Regions from separate parts of the Mus musculus genome. Here all the other regions are linked to region 1. The links are chromatin contacts, called in public HiChIP or PLAC-seq maps. All regions are on one chromosome and are shown on one strand. Each heading gives the region's core, a stretch centred on a gene start, on an enhancer-like site or on the middle of the called end of the contact. The rest is flanking DNA. Distances are from core to core; before and after follow the strand shown. Region 1 overlaps Frmd4a (FERM domain containing 4A). Region 2 overlaps LOC108168726. Region 3 overlaps Fam107b (family with sequence similarity 107, member B). Region 4 overlaps Gm36031 (a long non-coding RNA gene).

Region 1 (3,688 bases), core at 695-3,194:
GCACGTTCAGGGCCAGAAGGGAGAACCTTTGACTGCCAGGCCAAGGTTATCTTGTTGTTGTCTTTGTGTTGGCTAGGTTTTTGTCAACGTGGACATAAGCTAGACTCATCTGTCAATAGGGAACTTCAGCAAAGTAAATGCCTCTGTAAGACGAGCCTGCAAGGTAGCCTGCCTGTGAGGCGTTTCCTTCATCAGTGATGGATGGTGAAGAGCCAGGCTCATTATGGGCAGTGCTATCCCTGGGAAAGTGATCCTGTTTGTGGGGAGGCAGTGGGGAGCTAGTAGGCAGCATTCTTCCATGGCTCCTACTTCAGTCCCTGCTGCAAGATTCCTGCTTTGAGTTCCTACCCTGAATTCCTTTGATGATGGAGTGACCTGAGAGTTGGCAATGGAAGCTGGCCTTCATTGTCCACGGCGATTAGTTAGTTCCAGAGCCTTGGGTTAGTAAACCCCTTACATAAAATAATGCAGTATTTGCCTATGACCCATTATGATTGTCTCTATACTTTCACTTCTTTCAGTTCTAGAAGCAGGGTTTCACTGTTTAACTGAGCCTGGCCTGGGACTCTCTACACTGTGCATCCTAATCTGGATTCAAACTGCCAACAATCTTCTGCCTCAGCCCTTTGAGTACTAGGATTATAGATGGAAGCCAACATGTTCAGGTTCCCAAATACTTTAACTCATGTCTATCAGGTTTGTAGTGCTTAATTCAGTAGAAATGCTATGGAAGTAGTTATGGTATGATATCCATTTGGGAATAGTGACAAGATTTAAAATAACAAAAACAAAAAACAAAAAAACAGTGTTCAGTCCATATAATTTTTTTCAAATATTTTCAACCCCTGGGCGGAAGGACGAGCAGACGCATACACTGTGGGGTGAAGGGATAGCTGTAGAAATACATGCTGGGGGCTGGTGAGATGGCTCAGTGGTTAAGAGCATCAACTGCTCTTCCAAAGGTCCCGAGTTCAGATCCCAGCAACCACATGTGGCTCACAACCATCTGTAACAAAAATCTGATGCCCTCTTCTGGAGTGTCTGAAGACAGCTACAGTGTACACACATATAATAAATAAATAAGTCTTAAAAAAAATACACGCTGGGTGTCGTGTTCTTCCTCTTGCCCAGGAGCATAGCCAGTACCAAGCAGACATCCACAAATGCCAGTGGATAAAAGAGCTTAGATTAGATGGAGATCTGTGGTCGACCACAATACCTCTGCCTCTCTTTTCTTTATAAATAGAGTAAACCATATTGGACGCCTACAAAAGTATTTGTGTCCATATTTAAAATGGACACAAAGTCCCAACTCTTCTTCCTCATTCGGATGCCTGCTTCTGTCTTCTCCCATACATTCCCGGGATGCACGAGACCAAGTCCCCTGCATGCACGACATTGGGAATTTTCTGTGGCACCTCTATTTGATGCCTCATTTTTTTAATGTCCTGATAGAAAGATAAACGCAGGGAGTCATGTGTGATGGTGTCTCAGGAAAGAGCAGAAGTGAAATTAGGAAGTGGGGTTTGTTTTTGTTTTTTATTTTGTTGTTTTGTTTTTGTCTTTCTGTCTTGTTCTGTGCTTGGGGACCATTACTATATGTGTCCTCCTCTTTGAGAACTTGGGCGTGTTTGGAATGTACGCAACATCATGTGCCATCAGATGGCCAAAGCTAGTCTCTCTAGGATCTGAAGCATCATTGTTCTTGCTCTTCACTGGGGCTTTGTGGCACAATAGAAAAAGACCAGGACAAGAAGTCACAAGCCAGGTCCCAACATCAATCACATACTTAACCTCTGGCGGCTCTGAGTCTCTGCCCACCAGAGCAACTTCATCTGGGAAAGGAGGACGCGATCCAGATGGCTGATTGGATTCTGTATAATGGTCCCTCTGGATGAAGCAGGAAGTTACTCACAGGGAGGTCATTTAGGGGCTCTATGACTCAGCCTCGGGGACAGGAGGAAGACAAGGCTCCCTAAAGTCCTGGTGGAGAATCAGAGCCATTAGGCTGGGCTTCCTCTCAAGTCGTTATTTCTACACCATCCTGACAGCCTGCCGCCTACTCCACATGCCAGCCCACAATGCTTCACAAGTGCTGGCTGGAGAGGAAGTCCAGTGGAGCCGAGGCCTCGTCCTCAGCCATGCACAGGATGTGTGAATCTAGTGGACTAATTGGAGCCAGGGTCTGGGAGGCCCCTGCTCATTAAGGATTTATAGAGCACCTTGTCATATTCAGGGCCCAAAGACAATAGTTATTAGCCACTTTTGTTTGCTCTCCATGGATAAATGTTTCCCTTCTTGGTTTTATACATGAGGGCACTTGGGACCAGAATGAGACAGTAGAGGACCTGTGACCCTAGGAAGCCTAGGTCAAAGGCTGAGAGCCCTTATCTGGGACCATTGGGGTTCCAATGATGGTAGCAAACACTGGTTTAGTAAAACCCCTTCCTGATGGTTCCTCTAAGCCATCTTTAGAAACCTCTTAACTCGTACAATTACCACAATCCTTATTATCAGAGACAGGGACTTGATAGTATCTGAGGCTGATCCTCTTGCCTCAGCCTTCTGAGTGATGGGCTCACAAGCAAGAGCCACCATGCTAGGTTAACGCTTTTATTTCCTACGCAAGCTCCAGTCATAACTAAGGCTATTGTTATATCCCCACGTCCATTCATAACTAAGACTATTGTCGTCTCTTAGTCTCTGACTGAGGCTGCTGAGTGTTGAGGCAGGTGCTCTGTAGAGCCTGGATGAAGGTAGATCTACAAGAAAGGAGGACACATGTATTATTCGTATTATTATTATATTTATAGTGTGAAAGCAAAGCAGAGTGATCATGTCTGGGAGAACAAGCCTGGCTGGAAGCCCCTTTCTCACAGCCGCCGCCTGGTTGCTCCTTTGTGAGAAAGCACTCCACTTGTAAAGTTAACCACGCATCAGTGAGTGAGAGCTGTTCTCGCTAATTGGCGGGGTCCCGGGAACGCAGCATAATTAGCAGCTGGAGTAATGGACCAGGTGCCTTGGACTTCTATTTCTGGTTCCTTCGGAAACCAGTTGTGTGGCCCGAGGCAGTTTCCCCTCACTTCTTGTGTGCCTTGTTTCTTTTCCTTCACCCTCAAGAAAATTTGCAGTTTTTCTTCACAAAGGGCAGGGAGGGGGCTGCTCAGTGAGCAAGGAAACAAAAGTGTCTGTGGGGATTTGTGGAGATGCATAGCCAAAATGCCCTGATTTAACAGGTATTGATCAGTAGAAACTCTGATTATTGATAGGACCACATAGTTGAGTTTATAATTAGATTGTTGGGCATAGAAGTAGCTGAAGTCTTTAGGGAGCTAGCCCAGTCATTGCCACGACTGTCTGGTGTGTCTTTATGACACATCCCAAATCATAGTGCCAGGGATGGGTTGTCGTCTCTGCAAACCAGGGCATGGGGGCTCCTCCTGAGCAGCCCCCAGGGATGGTGCAGTACCAGCAGAGTGAGAGCTCATCCCCCGATATTTACAGGAAAACAGGAAACTGGACATCTCCCCTTTGCCTCTCTCCATATTGTCGGTTTTTATTGGTCTGTTTGGTTGCTTTTGTTTTGTTTTGTTTTGGATTTTTGGTTTTGGTTGGTTGGTTCGTTTTGCAATGCCAGCCTTAAAACTGAGTGTCCAGCAGCCAGGGGCTTTAACGTCATATGAACAAA
Region 2 (3,688 bases), core at 660-3,159, 890 kb before region 1:
GAGGAAATGAGTGTTCACATCACATGCTTACCTTTATAACTTTAGCTCCCAGCATGCTAAGTAGACAGGGAATGCTGCTTCTAAATGAGTGTAGGAGTTAGAGATGAACTAGTGTCTAATGTTCCAAGGTCATGGTAATGAGGTTTCACAAGCTTAAACTGAAGAAAAGGGAAGAATATTCAGATATGACAAATTTTATAACTCCTAAATAGATTTAACGTTGTTCTTAGAAAGCCTTTAATGTCGCGTCTGCTACACTGAGGTACATCGTCTGCTACACTGAGGGTTCTGGAATGCTTCCTTCAGGGGACATACATTCTCCTTCCTGTCAGCCAGGTGGGACTATGTCAGGACCTCATAAAGATCAACCCATGTACTGAAGATGGAGAAGAAAATGTGTAGACATCTTCCTTTCTTATAACCAGAAAGCAATAATGACAAGCTGTCTGTCTTTTTGTAGTATTATCTTGTGTGTAAGAAACCCAAACTGAAACTTACATTTCATTTACCCTTCTGCTTCTTGTTAATTCTACTGTCAGCTAAACCAATCCTAAATGTGCATCTTTTTTGTTGTTGTTTTGTTTTTTGAGGCAGTGTTTATCTGTGTAACCCTGGCTGTCCTGGAACTCACTCTGTAGACCAAGCTGGCCTCGAACTCAGAAATCTTCCTGCCTCTGCCTCCCAAGTGCTGGGATTAAAGGCGTGCGCCACCACTGCCCGGCCTAACTGTGTATCTTATACAGGATCTTGTTGTGTGAGCTCTTCCTGGGGGATATATAAACAAATGTTTACTCAATCAAGACAGAGGACCAGTGATGGACCAAAGTAATGATTTCACCTCCCAAAGTCCAATGAATTTACTGGGCTTACTTGCATGTGTAGGGGGTTACTTATAGGAGAACAGGTAATCCCCAAACAGCTGCACCCCCTCCCCAAATCTCACCTTAGCATGTATGCTGACATCCCCATAGTTGTATAGAAGGAAGTTTCCCACACTCAGTCTGTCATGTACAGCTGGATGGGTTGTGTAGGAAGGAAGGAATGGAATCTTAGGTGAGGCTCTAATGACCTTCCCAATCCTCCCCTTCTATGAAGGAACCTCAAAAGACAGCCTCGAGGACCTATTTTGTACAGTCAGCTCTCCTGAAGGATGGATGGCTTTGATGCTCTAAGAATAGCTTTTCACAAAAGGTCTGGAGACATAGTGAAGGAAAGATCTCATCTTTGTATTTTGTTTTGTTTTTGTTTTTTGTTTGTTTGTTTGTTTGTTTGTTTTTCAAGACAGGGTTTCTCTATAGCCCTGGCTGTCCTGGAACTCACTCTGTAGACCAGGCTGTTCTCGAACTCAGAAATCCGACTGCCTCTGCCTCCCAAGTGCTGGTATTAAAGGCGTGCGCCACCGCATGCCTGGCCTCATCTTTGTATTTTTATCTCCATCTGAGCACCCAACTCAGAGCTGAGCAAGTCCTGGTATGTCTTAATGAATGGAGACATTGAATACAAGGAACATGGACAGCTATTTATGTGCAACTGTGTTGGAGTTGTGAGCATCTGAAGATGAAAAAAAGAAAAAAAAAACATTGTCACTTCAAGGAGTTGTTAATAAAGTAGTGGAAGAGAACGTCGCTGACTGCACCTAGCACACTCAGATCGGTCAAGGCGGGAACAAGCCAGTCTCCTGGTTTCACAAAAACAAGACACCTGTTTATTTCTCCTTTCACCCCAGCACCTCTAGCTCTTTGGCATCTGCTGGAAAAGGCCGAACTTGGCTTAGGGTAACCATGACGCCTGTGCTTTGAGAGCTGGTCTTTCTCCCTCCTGCCTCTGGTGAAGCCTAAGAAAGGTTGTTCTAGGGACTTCTGAATAGCCTGAGTTAGCTGCCCTTGGAACTAGGAGGAAGTGGTCCCCTAGCAACAGCAGCCTCTGAAAGCCTCTTAGCCCAGTACTTCTCTGGCTTTTTGTTCCTGCTCCTGCATGTTGCCTCTCAGCAACAGGCCAGAGTGACTGCGCATGCTCTGAGGGAAGACTAGCCAGTTAAATTCTGGTGGTTCAGTTTTTCCAAGCCAAAGGCTTTCTTCCTCTTTGGGTCCAGCTTCCTTGTGCGATCTGGGGCCCATTTTGCTGTTGGTTAGACTGTAATTACCTCAGACCTTCCTTCCTTCCTTCCTCCCTTTAACTTTTGACCCAAAATGGAAACGACTGAGGTGACAAGAAAACTTTAACCAAGCTTTCCTACACTGGAATATTTATTGCACATTTTCCAAACTTGCTAAATTTATTAAGAAGGGCTAAATTTATTAAGAAGGTTTAGTATATTTTTTTGTTCTCTCCAAAAGATCGATCCTTATCTCACTCATTCATTCTATTTTTCTATTGATACCAAAAATATTTTTATTCCTTAATTATATCAGTACCTTAATAAAAATGTAAATATGCACGAGATATATGGGACAGGATAAAATGTCCTCCTAGAGAGTGTTGGCTGTACTACTTTGGGTTCCAGAGACAGTCCTGACCAGAGGCATTGGTTCGGTCCCTTCTGAAGCCCCAGCCTTCTATATTAGCATTCTATTACAGCACAGAACTCTAACACATACCTTACCCTGCTGGCAGGAAATTCCTTGTTTTACTTTCAAACAGCAACTGCACAGCAGAGCACCAGACTCACAGGAGATGACTATGTATCTGCCCAGCACTTAACAACTTCTGCTGTTGAATGACAGCTGGTAGCTAGTTGTAACTGAGACTGATGGCATCCTGAATCCTAGTCTGCTAATACCCTTAAATGTGGACTCTCCATCTACTCTTTCAACTATCAAGTATTGGTAGCTGAGTGTCTCCTAAGTGGGAGACTCTGTACTGTCTGGTGGGTGGGTGGGGCATGAAAACATCACAGTTGGTTTTCAGGTCCCAAAGAAATAAATGGCTAACTGATGTGTCTATTAGCATGCCAAAAACACATCGTTGGCCTTTTTAGGATCACTCAGTACCTGTGGCTCCTCCCAGCACTTCTTGCCCAGCCTCCTACCCTGAAGCTCTGCAGCCTAGAGGCTCCCCCCCGCCCCCTTCTGCCTTCCCATTCTATATATAAATCTGCCATTTTGGCCATGAGCTCTCTTGACTCTCTTCCTTCTCTTTTGGTCTTCTTTCTTGTCTCTTTCTCTTCTTTCTCTTCCACTCTCTGACTTCTCTCTCCTCTCATGGCCCTGTTCAGGTTTGCTAGCTATGTTCAATCTGCTTTTTTCTCTCCTTGCTCTGGGATCTTCCAGATGTCTCTGGCTGTTCTCTCCTTCATATCTACAACAAAAACTATATCTAGGAGGGTCATGTTCTCATTCGCATCCATTCGTGACCTTGAAGAGACCTCAGTTTCAAACAGACAATGTGCTGTGTTGTCTGTAAGTCTTGTGGGTTAAGTATCTCTTTCATCACGCTGCCCTAGCAAAAGTGATGGTGGTGATTTAGAATAAAACCTCCTTTCTTTGAGAGTGGTCCAACAAACTGAAGTACGAAGAGAGGTGTGAGCTTTATGTCTGTATTGTTGATAGAAGACTTCATTTCTAATGCAGTGAGTCCAGCTCTTGTTATTATCTTCTTAATAATCAAGATAAAAAAACAGTAAGCCCCCTGCCTCATGATGTCCTGTTTGTACCCTCCTGAAGTGTTTCTAATCAGTGTGACATATGTC
Region 3 (3,688 bases), core at 528-3,027, 800 kb before region 1:
GTGCAATGTGCCTATGCAGTGAAGTCACACCTTACATTCTGGATCCCCTTACTTCCACTTTCTTGGCTGTCAGTGCAGCCATTTGCCCCTGAGCCTGGCTCTACCATTCATGTTTAGGTAAGTGAGACAGGATCTTCTGAGCTTCAGGTGGGTCCTCAGTCTTGGAGTCAGTTTGGGAGGTCACAGTGAGCTTTTAGAAGCTGAAGCGATGGGCATGTCAGAATGCGCAGCAGGTAGGAGAATCATGAGACGGGTCCTTTGGAACCTTAACTTCATCTAATTGTAGGGTCTGTCCATGTCACTGTGTATAGTGGCTTATACACAGAAACATTTGAAAGTCACTGATCTGGGATAGTGTAGGTTTTACCCAAGTATTTCAGGGTGAATTTAATTATGCACAGGGGAAGTGCTGGTTACTATGTCTTTCTTAGCTCTTTTCCACAGCTAACTGAGTAGGCTCAGAGGGAGCGTTCTTTAGAATTTAAGAATTTCTGAGTTGGAGGCCAGCCTGGTCTTTTCCAGGACAGCCAGGACTACATAGAGAAACCCTGTCTCAAAAAAAAAAAGAAGCTGGTGGTTACGATGGTGTTGTTTTACTGTGTCCTCCTTCCTTCACTGTCTCCCACTAAGATCTTTCAAGTCATTGTGAGCCACATTCAGCTGATCCCATTGTCACATGAAGCATGACGCACGGAGGAGGTGACCACTCAGACTGTAATTTCCAAATTTAAGTGTATTTTCTTTGTTCTACACTAAATATAATAGTTCCGGATCCTTCATGATAGAATCAAGCTATGTGTCCCCAAAAGCAGATGTCTTAGAAGGTGAGTGTGTGTCACGCACACACACACACACACGCACACACACACACAGTGGACAGTAAGGGAAGGCAGACTAATTCTGTGAGGTCAAATAAGAGAAACTAGTATCCCTTCTACCGTGAAGGCTTTGAAACGTGGGGACTTTGGAGACTGTGGTGGTAAGTGAAGGTAGAAATGAGAGCTGCTGTTGAACTGATAAGTCAGAGGGTGAAACGGATTATTACTTCAATACTGAACATTCATAGATGAAATTAGGATCCTTCCCTCCCTACCTCCCTCCCTTCTTTCCTTCCTTCCCACGGAGTCTTGCTATAAGGCTCAGGCTGGCCTTCAGTTCATGATCCCCTCCCCTTTTCTTCTTTTTTCCTTTGTGGTGCTGAGGATAGAACCCCTGGCCTTATGCAGCTAGGCAAGCGGGGCACCAGCCCTGATGGACTTTCTTCCTAACAGGTTACATGCATTCTGTGTTTAAGTATTTTCTAACTATAAAATGAGGTTTTCTCATATACTTGGAATCTTATTCAGTATGATACTTATAAGATTGCAAACCAGAATTTAGTTCCAGGTTTTGTTCCTTTATTTGTCTTGAAAAAAAAAAAAACTTTTAAAAGAATTGCTCATTCTTTTCCCTTATATTTTTTCTACATTTTACTTTCAGCATTTGATCTCTTTAAGAAGGTAGAATCATTTTTTTTCACATTAGTTTTTTTTTTCCCCCACAAGGGAAGTCATGATACATGCGCCCTTTGTTAGAGAATTATTTTATAATTGTTCATCCGGAAGCAATTCACAAGTTCCTTTATAGCCAACTGTAGTAAGGGTGAAGCTGGTGTTGTGACTGTGCAGACGTGTCATTTGTCTGTGTCCTTCTTATTTACTTAGTCACCAGTCGTCCCTATGTTTGTATATTTAAAGACAGGTTCCTTTAAAAGTAAGCCCTGCCTCTTGCGACACCAACTGTGAGAGAAGTCGGAGCTGAGGGCAAGTCTCTGGGTGCTGAGTTACTGGGTAATGAACCCTGTGGCAGCAAAGGACATGGAAACGTGTGGGACTCGGTTGGCTGCTGGGAGGGTGATGGATTTTCATTGCATTAGGAAGGGCATGGGGTACAGCTCCCACTCTTTACTTGCTCACTGTAGCTGTTAAGAAGGTTTGTTTAAGGAAGACATGTTGCACGTAGTTGAAGTTGGTGTTTGGCTGCAGTACTGTCCGACAGTCATAGGTTGACAGCTGTGCCATGGGTTGCTGGAGTGAGCAAGTAGATGGGGATGTGTTGGTTCCTGGGGCCAGAGCCCTAATACCCAGTAATCAGGGTGGGCCACAGCCTCAGTGGTGGGAGGTTGGTGTTTTCACATACGGTGTGGGAGGGTGGAGCACCACGGGGAGTTGTCTTAGGTACTGTTCTGTGGCTCTGAAAAGGCCGTGACTGAGGCAACACCTAGGAACGAAGAATCGAATCATGGGCTTGCTCTACAGCTTCAGAAGTTAGTCTGTTATCACCATGGTAAAGAGCATGCCAGCACACAGGCAGAAGTAGCTGAGAGTTCTACATCCTCATCTGTAGGCTGGGGGCAGAGGGGGGCAGGAACAGGACTTTTAAACCCCCACAGAATAGATGTGGCCTTGTTGTGGGAAGTATTTGGGTTCTGGGGATGTGAACTCAGGTTGTTAGGTTTCCATGCAAGTATGGGTACTCACTGAGCTGTCTCTCATTCTGAATTTTGAAATTTTTTTTTTATTCAGTTTTGGGGATAGAATTTGGATACTTGCATATTCTAGGCAAGATTCTACCACTGAGCCAGAACCCCAGTGCTGGAGTGTTTTGTAGGCAGTGAGCATCCTTCCGATTCCCCTAAGGATAAAGGTCATTATGCCTTGCAGACATCATGGCACCTGAGGTGTAGCCAGCTTATTCTAGCTCCTCACTGCCTGTGTTCCTTGTTTGCTAGGAAGGCAGTTGCTGTTTTCCTCGGTCTGATTTGCAGAGTTCCCTGTGCCAGCCTGTGGCTGGATAGCCAGCCCGGGGCTTAAGTTGAATCAGCTTCTTAAGTTGAATCAGCTTCAGGATTGGGTGTGTAGGGGGCAGGTTACCCAGGCCACTGTTTATAGCAAGGCAGTAGTTTCTGGGCGCTGAGGTGCTCTTGTCTTTGTTTGTCTTGTGGCTCCTCAGGGCAGCCTGTGGGAAATGGGAAAGTGGAAAGGCCTGGTGTCTTAGGAAGACAGGCCTGCAGAGGGAGTGAAATAATGTGTGGGGTTCATTCTGAGAAAGAGTTGAAGGAGTTGACACCCCTGCGGTGTTCCTGTGCCCACATTGACTACAAATGTGCTTACATCTGGACACCTGCCAAACCTCCTTCCTATAAACGGGTGTTTCCACACAGTGAAGCTGAGGCCCAGGAGGCTTCTATTGAAACCTTCCCATCCTTACTGATTACAGCTTTTGCTATGGAGATGCTGTGGGCTCTAAATACTTAGAAGCCATATATTGTTTCTCATTTTCCCTTTCAGCTTTGGAGCTGAGGCCCAGGGGCTCCTTGGCCAGGAGGCTGCTATGTCCACGAAGACAGGTGAACTTAGTATGAGTTGGTTTGTTCAGCCACCAGCGTGAACTGTGACAGACTGGGTGGCTTGTTCAGCATGTCTTTCTCCTCTTCAGTTCCAGAAGGCTGAGATTCAGACACAAGCTGTGTGGGGTCTCGCTGTGGCTTGACCACTGAGCCATCCCTACAGCTCTTTGTTCCTTATAAGGACACTAATCCTGTCATAAGTCTCGTGGTTTCCTTTAAATCCACGTACCTTTCAAAGAACTCAACTTAAGAAGCTCTCCCTTTGAGGGTGGATTATAGACTTAGCTCCTTTGAATTTTG
Region 4 (3,688 bases), core at 868-3,367, 740 kb before region 1:
CCCCCCCCCCCGTTCTCATCAGGGTCTCGTCAGGGTAAACACTAGGCTGGAGTCTGGTTGGAGGCAAACAGAGGATTCCCTCTCCCACTGAGCCCTGAGTCTTTATCTTCCTCTCCCCCCTTCCCCTCAAGCCCAAGAACTAGTATTCACCTCTGAAGATTAAACCCAAGAACACCCCTCTCTGTGAATCCTTGAACCGGATGCATCTGATCGGCCATTGTGGTTAAAACCTGAGCCTAGTCCTCTGGCTGCCCCCATCTTAAGGCATGATGGGTGTTGCTGGTTTACTTCCATGCATCAGTTATTTTGTGTTACTCTGATAAAATATCTGATGAAAGCAACTTAAGGAAGGGTGTGACAAAGGATATAGTCCTTCGTGGTGAGGTGGCACGAAGGTGACAATGACTTTAGCTGTAGTGGCAAGGGCTTCAGGCAGGTGGTTATATTGTGCCCATGGCCAGGAAGCAGAGGAGATGAATCTGTTGGTCTGTTTACTAGTTTTTTTCTTCTGTTCTTCCTTTTTATACAATCTAGGATGCATACCCATTTGATAATGATGCCCATATTCAACCCAAGTCTTGTTTACCAGTTGAATCTCTCTGGAAACCTTCACAGTCATACCTAGAGGTGTATCTCCTGGGTGATTCTAAATTTGATCTAATTGACAATGAATATTAATTATTTCATTTTCCAAACATAGGCGGTCTCATGGATTTGAACTATCTCTTGCTACTCTTGGTAGCTAGTATAATTTACAGTTATACTGGAATATAATGGGTCCATATGATGAAGGCGTTGCTCCCTGTGTGGCACTATGGGGTGGAAGTAGAACCTTTTAGGGGTGGGGGAAGGGCCTAATGGAAGCGATTTTGCTGTTTTTAAGGCGAGGTCTTGGTGTGCAGCTCAAGCCACTTAATACTTGCTAGGTAGCCCAGGCTGGTCTTGAACACACAGCAGGTCTCTGTTCTCTTTGAGTGCTGGGACTGCAGGTGTGCACCAGAAGCTGCCTCCAGTGGCGGTGCTCAGGCCTCTTCAAAGAGGACAGTAGATGGCACCTCAGCCCCTTCCCCTTTCTTCTGCCTTTGCACCATAAGTGGATAGCTCTGCCCTACCACACGCTCCCCGCCATGAGAGGACTAGATGCAACAGACCCTAGAGCAATAGTAACCAATGCAGACCCCCAAACCTAAATATATCTTTGTAAATGGAGCTTTTCTTTCCTCTTTGTAAGTAGATCATCTCAGATATTTATGCTAGTGGCAGAAAGCTAACAGTGACCTCTGAGCCACAATGATACCATCCCCTTCTGTGAATCCTTGGACCAGGTGCATCTGATTGGATCTGGTCACAGAAGATACTTTGCGAAGTATTCGGATGAATCAACAACCGAGAATCACCGCCAGGAAGGAGGAACTGCCACACCTTCCTTTGTTTATGTTTCCTAGCTGTGGCCTACACAAACCCACATTCAGCCTGACAGAGAGCGGGATCGGTGCTTTCCGGAACCTACTGAAAAACTGGTATTATGATTATATTTTCATGTTCCAGACTTATTGAAATGGCTTTTAGTCCCTATGCTAAGGTCAAAGGTTTAATGGATGCTTAAAAAATCTATTATTTTTATTTCCTACATTTGAGTATTTGCCTGCACATGTGTATGTGTACCACGTGTATCGCTGATGATGGCAGAGTCCAGAAGAGGGTGTTGGATCCCCTGCAGCTGGAGTCACAGATGGTTGTGAGCCTCCTGATGTGAGTGCTGAGAACTGAACCCAGGTCCTCTGGAAGAGCAGCAAGTGCTCTTAACTACTGAGCACCTTATAGGTGTCTAATAATACTTTTTAATCACGTGACATTTTGCTCAAGTCTTCTTTAAACTAGTATGTTGGCTTATATTTACCCATTCTCAATTTTCTTAGTTTTCCAGGAAGGGAGAAAAACCCACTTTTAACATTTTAAATTTAAATTTAAATTTAAATTTTAACATTTAAATGAATACTAGCCTTCAAAGAAACTCTAATAATCACAAGGTAAGAGGTAAATATGGGGGTGAACAGCAACAGCGAGCAGTAGACAAGTAACTCAACACTAGAGGTCCCTCTCTTCTTAAGATCTAAAGGCCTGCCCTGTCTGGGATCTTAGCCAGCTTCAGTGGCTTCTGACTGGGAACAGAAAGTGAGGAGCAAAGGAAATCTGAACCAGAGAATTCTTTGTGGCATTGCAAATTAGATCTCAGGCAGCAGAGGCCTGCATCACTGAGTTCTGGCTCGCCCACAAAGTATTTGCTCCCCAACTCTCAGCCCCAGCTTCATTTTGTTCTATTTCTATCTGCTTCTTAATTTAGCCATGTGACTGCATTCAAACCCTTTTATCTCGTCCCCATCTGGAAGGCAATCTGGGTTGGTCCTGAATTTTTATTCCTGTGGAATAGAAGAGAGTGACAGAGTCCCCACTGCTCCTCCGAGGGTCACTGCGATGCCGAGGTGAACTGAGGGATTTCACAGATCAGGTGGCAAGGGCTCATGGCAGACAGGAAGAAGCTGACATTATTCACACGCAGCTAGCAAGTCAGAGAAATGAGGGCTTAGATGAGGGCTGTTGTTTTCCAGCAAGGGCCAGTGTCTGGCAGGCAAAGAACTAAGGAGACAGTCTCGTGAGAAGGCCAGAGCTTGCTTTTAAAACCGGGAAGACAATGGCGACCAATACTGGGAAGGAAATGGAAAGATCACATAGGAAAGGAAAGCTCTCTTCTTCGTCTTAGTAGTGTCACCTCCGGTGAAGAAGGGGACACCGAGGGTGACAGTCTCTTTGGAGGTCTCCATGATGCTCATGTTTTTCTTTTTAATGTTGTGTGAAATTTTAGCTTCATTGTGAAGTCTAGACAGAGCCTGGTCCTTTCTCTGTGTCTGTCTCCCAGAGGCTTCTGTTTTCTTCTACAGACACACATACCTCAGCATCCTTTGTGGCCTGGTGGTGGAGCTGGAAGCAGCATTGGACACTCTGTAGTGACCAGAAGTAGTGTGTGTGTGTGTGGTATTTGTGTGGTGTGTGTGGTATGTGTTTGTGTGGTGTGTGTGTGTGTGGGGGTGTGGTGTGTATGCTTGTGTGGTGTGTGTATGTGTGTGTGGTGTGTGTATGTGTGTGTGGTGTGTGTGTGTGCTTGTGTGGTATGTGTGTGTGTGGTGTGTGTCTGCTTGTGTGTGGTACATGTGTGTGTATGTGTGCTTTATGTGGTGTGTGTGTGTGTGTGTGTGTGTGTGTGTGTGTGTGGTGTGTCTGTGCATGCAAGCACTTGTGCAAGGCTCATGGTGACTCTGGAAGGAGGTCCAGAAAATTTAGTCAAAACAACGTTACAGTCTAGAAATGGGATCATAAACTCTGGGGACTAGAGGATAAGTCCTTGGCCTTGGAAGCTCCTTTCTCCATTGTGCTAAGTTCAGCCTGAGAAAAACCAGTTCAGGGCTCATGGCCTATGTGCAAGAGCTATGCCTAGTGTTTCTTAGGTCTCAGTCCCCAGTCCCTTTGTTGTCTGTTACCATGTCTAGTGTTCCTTGGGTTCTAGTGTTTCCAAACCTAGGAATTTCCTGAGAATCTCCTGACTAAAATGGCTGTTCTCACACACAGCCAGATACGTCCTTAATGATTTCTACCAAATCCAGTGGCTTTGAATTTGGCATCCATTGCATTC

Evidence for each region. HiChIP or PLAC-seq counts read pairs in DNA pulled down with a chosen protein or histone mark.
Region 2: a contact with region 1 is called in an H3K27ac HiChIP or PLAC-seq map of microglia, with 6 times the contacts expected there. The contact joins two enhancer-like sites. A contact is called at or near these places in 2 of 484 Hi-C or Micro-C datasets (the HPC-7 cell line and bone marrow-derived macrophages) and 3 of 115 datasets of contacts at active chromatin or transcription factors (embryonic forebrain, microglia and stem cell-derived neural progenitor cells).
Region 3: an H3K27ac HiChIP or PLAC-seq map of microglia shows a contact between it and region 1, with 12 times the contacts expected there. The contact joins two enhancer-like sites. A contact is called at or near these places in 3 of 115 datasets of contacts at active chromatin or transcription factors (memory CD8 T cells, microglia and pancreatic cancer cells).
Region 4: an H3K27ac HiChIP or PLAC-seq map of oligodendrocyte precursor cells shows a contact between it and region 1, with 7 times the contacts expected there. The contact joins two enhancer-like sites. A contact is called at or near these places in 1 of 484 Hi-C or Micro-C datasets (forebrain) and 6 of 115 datasets of contacts at active chromatin or transcription factors (astrocytes, bone marrow-derived macrophages, differentiating embryonic stem cells and 3 more).

Annotation. Positions count from the first base shown.
Region 1 is chr2:4,553,412-4,557,099 of GRCm38.p6, forward strand. All of the region lies in intron 11 of Frmd4a (FERM domain containing 4A), which reads left to right. Among named protein-coding and RNA genes, the nearest start is that of Gm13179, 39 kb to the right of the region's middle. RefSeq lists an enhancer at 2,733-3,688. Within about 2 kb of position 1,945, at least 88 of the 459 cell types and tissues checked have an H3K27ac peak or open chromatin away from gene starts, as enhancers often do. A contact at or near this core is called in the HPC-7 cell line, bone marrow-derived macrophages, forebrain and 3 more, where this site is marked.
Region 2 is chr2:3,666,897-3,670,584 of GRCm38.p6, forward strand. All of the region lies in intron 3 of LOC108168726, which reads left to right. Among named protein-coding and RNA genes, the nearest start is that of Fam107b, 45 kb to the right of the region's middle. Within about 2 kb of position 1,910, at least 91 of the 459 cell types and tissues checked have an H3K27ac peak or open chromatin away from gene starts, as enhancers often do. A contact at or near this core is called in the HPC-7 cell line, bone marrow-derived macrophages, microglia and 1 more, where this site is marked.
Region 3 is chr2:3,750,799-3,754,486 of GRCm38.p6, forward strand. The region is part of intron 1 of Fam107b (family with sequence similarity 107, member B); the gene reads left to right. Among named protein-coding and RNA genes, the nearest start is that of Fam107b, 39 kb to the left of the region's middle. Within about 2 kb of position 1,778, at least 105 of the 459 cell types and tissues checked have an H3K27ac peak or open chromatin away from gene starts, as enhancers often do. A contact at or near this core is called in microglia, where this site is marked.
Region 4 is chr2:3,814,109-3,817,796 of GRCm38.p6, forward strand. It overlaps Gm36031 (a long non-coding RNA gene), which reads left to right. Exons shown (of 5, transcript XR_373951.3): 4 at 1,326-1,520. Among named protein-coding and RNA genes, the nearest start is that of Gm36031, 8.1 kb to the left of the region's middle. Within about 2 kb of position 2,118, at least 44 of the 459 cell types and tissues checked have an H3K27ac peak or open chromatin away from gene starts, as enhancers often do. A contact at or near this core is called in forebrain and oligodendrocyte precursor cells, where this site is marked.